Regions from separate parts of the Anas platyrhynchos genome. Here region 1 is linked to region 2. A link is a contact called in public Hi-C data. All regions are on one chromosome and are shown on one strand. The core of a region is the stretch at or near the end of the contact, and the rest is flanking DNA. Distances in the headings are between cores, read along the strand shown. Region 1 holds the start of IAPP (islet amyloid polypeptide). Region 2 has its middle 9.7 kb from the start of SLCO1A2.

The links. A called contact is a pair of places that touch in the nucleus more often than the background predicts.
Region 1: a Hi-C map of skeletal muscle shows a contact between it and region 2, with 5 times the contacts expected there. The contact joins the promoter of IAPP here to the enhancer-like site in region 2. A contact is called at or near these places in 3 of 8 Hi-C or Micro-C datasets (F5 follicle, liver and skeletal muscle).

The regions. Positions count from the first base shown.
Region 1 is chr1:77,719,778-77,722,659 of IASCAAS_PekinDuck_T2T, reverse strand. It overlaps IAPP (islet amyloid polypeptide), which reads left to right and starts at 1,499. Exons shown (of 5, transcript XM_038173009.2): 1 at 1,499-1,680. The region is part of intron 1 of SLCO1A2 (solute carrier organic anion transporter family member 1A2); the gene reads right to left.
Region 2 is chr1:77,682,106-77,685,035 of IASCAAS_PekinDuck_T2T, reverse strand. No RefSeq gene overlaps it. Among named protein-coding and RNA genes, the nearest start is that of SLCO1A2, 9.7 kb to the left of the region's middle. Within about 2 kb of position 1,430, at least 1 of the 8 cell types and tissues checked has an H3K27ac peak or open chromatin away from gene starts, as enhancers often do.

The DNA of each region.
Region 1 (2,882 bases), core at 250-2,749, 38 kb before region 2:
GTGAAAGAGCATCATGTGGACAGTTTAGGTACAAGCTACAGTTATGAACTAGATGCATAAAGGACTCGCAATTTAGGCTAAAAAAAAAAAAAAAAAAAAAAGGAGGGGGGGAGGGTAAAGAACACATATATCCTGTATGGATCAGAGCAGACATATTCTGTGTGGCTGGTAACAGCAAACAGGCTACACCTGAGAGATGGGTGTTTGGACGTCTTTGTCCTACACATATCTATAAATAAATTAAAGGTTTAAACCACTTATTAATATTAATTAATAAATATCACATTAATTAACAATTAATAAACAAAAAGTAGAACAAAAGATATACAAATATCTGGATTTAAAATTCTAGGAAGCAATATTCTGCAAATTGCCTTCCCTAAGTCCCAAGGGAACATCTTATTTCCAGTTTAAAATGCATCTTCCATTTGGCTCAGTTTACATATGAGTAAACTGCTAAGTCCATGTTTTGTTTACAAAAAGGATTAAAAGTCACAAGGTAACTAATTATTAGCAAATATAGTGTCTGTCAGAACTTTTAACTAACTTATCTTTCTAGTTGCAAAAAGTACTTTAAAATCATGTTTTACTAAACACAGTTCAAACTGTTACTCAAATGCAAATATACTAATGTTGGATTGCAACAAAGGAAAAGATTCTCAGGGTAAAACAATTATATACTTACAGTTTTGAAAAGGTTTTCAGAAGAAATGACTGATATCATACACTTAAACTTTGACCTTTATTCTAAATTGTTAAAAATTAACCCAAGTATACTTAATTGCAGATTTTTTGCTTTTGCCAGTTCCAGATGCACATGTTAGTGAACTCATTCAGATATGAAAAACAGGCTTAAAAAGTGTACAGAATTGTGTATATTTACAGGTTTAGGCAGTGTTCAAGCAAAGGGTGACACGAAGTCAGACTGAAAAACAGGAACAAGTCTGTGTTTCTCACATTTTGAGAGGATGTTTAAGCCCTGAGTTGCTAGATGGAATGCAGCACAAGCATAATCATTGGCTTCTTTTGGCTGTCTTGGAACTATTTGGAAGAAAGTATAGCCCTTTCCAGTCTTTATAAAGTACTTGCCTCTGAAGCACAGTGACATAACCTCACTCTTTCCGACATCTCCATCTGCAGGTCTTCAGTGTTTTTTGTAGTATAACAGCCTTTCTGAATCTTTTTTTCTATGTAAGTTTAAATATATGCTGAATAACTTGCATGTTGTTAATTCTAGAACAAGGCAAAAATCCTGATAATTAGGTACTTCTATATTTACTATGGGCATCCTATCTTTTGGGACTGTTGTTGAGTCATGATGGTTCACCATGAAGAAGAGAAAGATTGGAAAACTGCCCATGGTCACACGGCCCATGGTCACATTGTGGCTGTACTGCAGGCTGAGTGCTGGTAGTTACTGATTACTGGATGTTACAAAACCAAAGAGTAGTTTGACCAAGTGAAATGCTATTGTGAAAAACAGGTCAAGTGACTGCAATCAAACCAGGTAGACACCAGATGTGGGAACCATCAGAGAGACATTTGAGTTATTTGACTATTGGTGCTGAAGCAGGTTTCATCTGTGACCTTAAGCCTTTTGAGGACATTTATGTTTGCCTCCCTCACAAGAGTAACTACATATGCACATGAAAACCCCACATGCAAAGTCTACAAAATGTGGTGAGTGTGGGATTGGTATTATTGAACTCCTGGCTTTGAGCACAACCTCCTAGGACAGTGTTTCTATGCTTTCTTCTAGCTGGAGGAGCACAAAGCTTTCCTGAAAAATCCTTCCAAATTAACATACACCTTTCAAGGTTAGGCAGCTGTAAGTGGAGAATTAGCAGACCAGCAAGGTCTCACATACTTAGAAGTACAATACTGTACTGAAAAACATTTTAATTTGAAATATCACTAATATAACTAGCTTTGAGGCTATCTAGACCTTAAACAGTTAATTTTTATGGTCATTCTGCAGACCACCTGTTGATGGCTTACAGACCACTGGTGGCTGAGAACCCCACCCTGCTCAGTGCTGCACCAGAGCATGAGATGAGGCATTTTTCCCTGTTTTTTGTTGTTGTTGTTGGTGGTGGTGGTGGTGGTTGTTTGTTTTTGTTTTTCTTAGAACAAAAATACACAATAGTAAATTATTGAGAGCATGTCTTCTCAGTTCTCACACACTAGAAAATTTCTCAAGTAAAAATCTGTTAGCATGTGTTTCTAGTATGAGAAAATTCTCATAATCCCTCAGAAAACATATATTTCACAAGAACTATAGCCCTGCTTTCTGTCCTTTCTTCATGATGATCTCCAAAAAATCACACATGATGGCTGTACTGAGATTTTGCTTATACAATTTAAATAAAATTAGAAATTCTGCTTCCAGCTTTGATTTCCTAAAACTAAAATCTGAGGTAAAGTATTATTTCCCAATAAGATATTTTGAGGTTTTTCTTGCATTTTATATTTTCCCCATTTTTATATTGCTGCTTTGGGAAAACTGGAAAATTAAAAAATAATAATAAAAAAAAAAAAATGTGACAAAAGAAGAAGAAAATACAAAGGCAGTGGTCCCGGTTCTGTCCAATACTGTTTTGTGTTCACAGAAGACAGTACTATGAAAAGGTAATACTGAACAGAGTTAGAAGATGGCTGAGTATAAAGCTGCCTTAACTCCATGTGATCATCCTTACTTCTCTTAATAAAACAGCTAAAGGTGATGAGAGAAGACACTGCCCACACAAATGGCAGTTTATGACCATTTATGAACAGTGTTTGTCAACAGCATCATAATATTTATTCAGCTGTAAAGTAACTTCTCCCATATGAGGTGCAACAGCCTTCCATGGCTATGCCTTGGTTTTTGTAGGACAGAAGTC
Region 2 (2,930 bases), core at 181-2,680:
TAGCTCCATGACAAGACTACAATAAGGGAACTGTAAAGTTAAATGTGAGCAAATGTTATTTGTTTTAGCTATCAAAACTTATTACTATCAGAACCACTGGCAACGTCATGGGCTTGCAAGAAAGAATCAAAAGCTATGTTTTTTTAAACTATTCTTTTAAAAACAGTTAACATGTGGTATGGATATTTTTTTTTTCCTTACCTTGTGCCTCCAAAACAAGCCAGGGAAAATAATAAAGCTTGAAAAAAAAATAAAAGTTAAATCTTTATAGTAAATGAAAATCTCCTGGGGAGAATTACACGTACATGACTAAATCACTGTTGAAGATTTTATGTAAATTCTGTTGATATGCTAAGGTTCCTGGCCACATCAACAGAAGACCATTTGGAACCAGCTTTAGAAATATTGCTAGGATGGGCAAATAAAACTGATCTGTGGAAGCAAGAGATTTGAAGCACCTGATTTAGCATTATCCACAAAATTAACTTACATATTATTTATCATTTCTTCCAGACCTGGAAGGATAAAAACAGAGGATAAAAATCCCGGTCCGCAGGTAGGGGGATGAAGGGGCATCTCTGACTGCTCTAAACTACCAGTAGCCTCCTGGGTTGATGCTACACTTGGCAGGGAGAAAGCATCAGAACAATTTGGTGGTTGGATCATATCACTGTTCAGCAACCCCTGCAGCAAACTACCCCTAACACTGCACCTGGACTTGATTTCATCAGAAATTCATTGCCTAACTCCAAAAGGCATCCCAGAAGCAAACTAACTTTTATGCAAGGTGGATAACCAGGAGAATCATGAGATGAGTAAGAGCTGGGAAGAATTGATAAGGAAGTAAAATATGCAGATAAGTTGTACTGATAAAAACATTTCTGTTAGTCTTTAATTCCCATGACTGGCTTTGCCTGCACACCCCCATACCCTCTGCCCAGGAGTCCTATTATTAATACTCAGGCATGAACTTTATTGTACCTGGCTTCTAGATGGATCTTGGACTTCTGCTAGAGTCATGTCTCCTGATGGGACTTCCTGGATGGACCTGGCTCATCACTACCCCTAGGCAGCCTCTCCATGCTGACAGCTGTGTAGGGCTGTGCCTGTGGGTGAGGGTGAACCCTGCCTGCAGGTCATACCAATCCCAGGCTCCCTGATCAGCTCTCCAATCCCCCTTACCCTTCTGGGACTCTTCATGGGACATGCAGTTCACTCTCCACAGCTGGCTTCAGGGTCCTCAGCCTAGCTCCATGGCTCAGACTAGTACACCCAGATGGGTGGGGAGGCAATAGAGAGCACCAGAAGACCTTATTGGCCTGCCCTGGGACCACACCCTGTGCCTTGGTGCCACATGTCACTTCAGCCCGGGGTTTGCAGCCTTGCCTACACCATGCTGCAGGTGTGCCTGTGCCCAGCCTTATCTTCACCTGGGCTCCTGAACCTGCACCATAGTCCTGCCACTTGCTGCTCCCTAGCAGCTTCCCTGGATGAACTCATCCCCTGCCTGGCACTGCCCCGTGGGAGCTGCTGCCACCACTGTCCTGCCAAAGGAAAAGGTAGCACTTTCTGCTGCTAGTTCCGTGGACACCAACCCTGACTTCCATGACATTCAATAAAGCAGTTCCTATAAAGCCTGCAATACTTAGGGAAGGAAAAATCCCTACAATGCTAATTTAGCAGGACTATCTGCACAGTACGACATGCCACAGGGCTGAGACTTATGAAATATGGTGTGCCCTCTGCTGTCCAGTGAGTGAGACCACTCTCATGAGATCTCGTTCATTACTTCTCTGCTGACCTACTAGTGAAGTATTTCCATTGACTTTGAAAGGGCTAGTTTAAAATATATATATATTTCAGAGGAAGTATTGTTCTGAGAACATCATTTCCAAGTGTTTGGGACACCAGGAAACAAAGTGACAGAGTGACACTTACTATTTAGCCATTGCTAGAAAGCAGAAGAGGAAGGGACAAGCACACATACAAAAATAATGCTATGGGGAAAAAAAAATCTTTCCTGAAAGAATATCACTTCCCAAAGCTGAATTGCGAACCAGACAATTTGCTGAGGTGGCTCTGTGCTTGACCTGTCTGGAGCCAGCCTTCTCCTCAGACGTCACAGTCTGTCCAGGGGCAGTGCAGGTGACAAGCAGAAGCCGGTAGCTGGCAACAGAGCAGCAAAACAACCCCTGATACTGTAAATTGCCCCTGCAGAACTAATCCAGGCTGGTACAGATAGGCACAATTAATGTGAAGTGACACAACTGTGATCTGATAATGAGGTAACAAATAGAACTGTCAAGAGTGCTTCCTTGGGCAATGATAAATGATGTCATTTCTATTTCAGGATGTTTCAGGTGGAAAGAAAGCTTTAACCACACAGACGATGGGATAAGAATGAAAAGTATTATATCCAAGAATAAAAAAAAAAGCGTAGGTTATAGTTATATTGCAAATTACCCATATATTTGGGCTTATGTTCTTGCTGTATACCACTGCATTGTGCATACTGAAAACAGCCATGGTCTTTTCCTTGAGTGGATCCTGATTGAGCCCAGAGGCATTGCTAGGTACCTGGGTACACATCCATCCCAACTATTACTTTTATCTCAACATGGTTGATTCACAGTGTAGTTACAAGGTGGCTAGGAACTACAAGACTTGCACAGTACTTCAACAGTGTTCAGGGAATTCCCCATTTCTGTGTCTTCCAAGTCTCTGGTATGCACTTTCCTATCTGCCCTCTCTTACCCAGGCAAGGGTGGCAATTTATGAAGCCATTTGGTAGTTTAACCAACAGGTTGTTCCAGACTAACAACAAAGCCAAAGACCTCCAGCTTGTCCCTGCAGTGCCAAGCCAAAGATGTTTCTGGTATGCAGCTGGTTGTGCAGCCAAATACAAGAAGTGCTGGTGCCAGTAAAAGGTA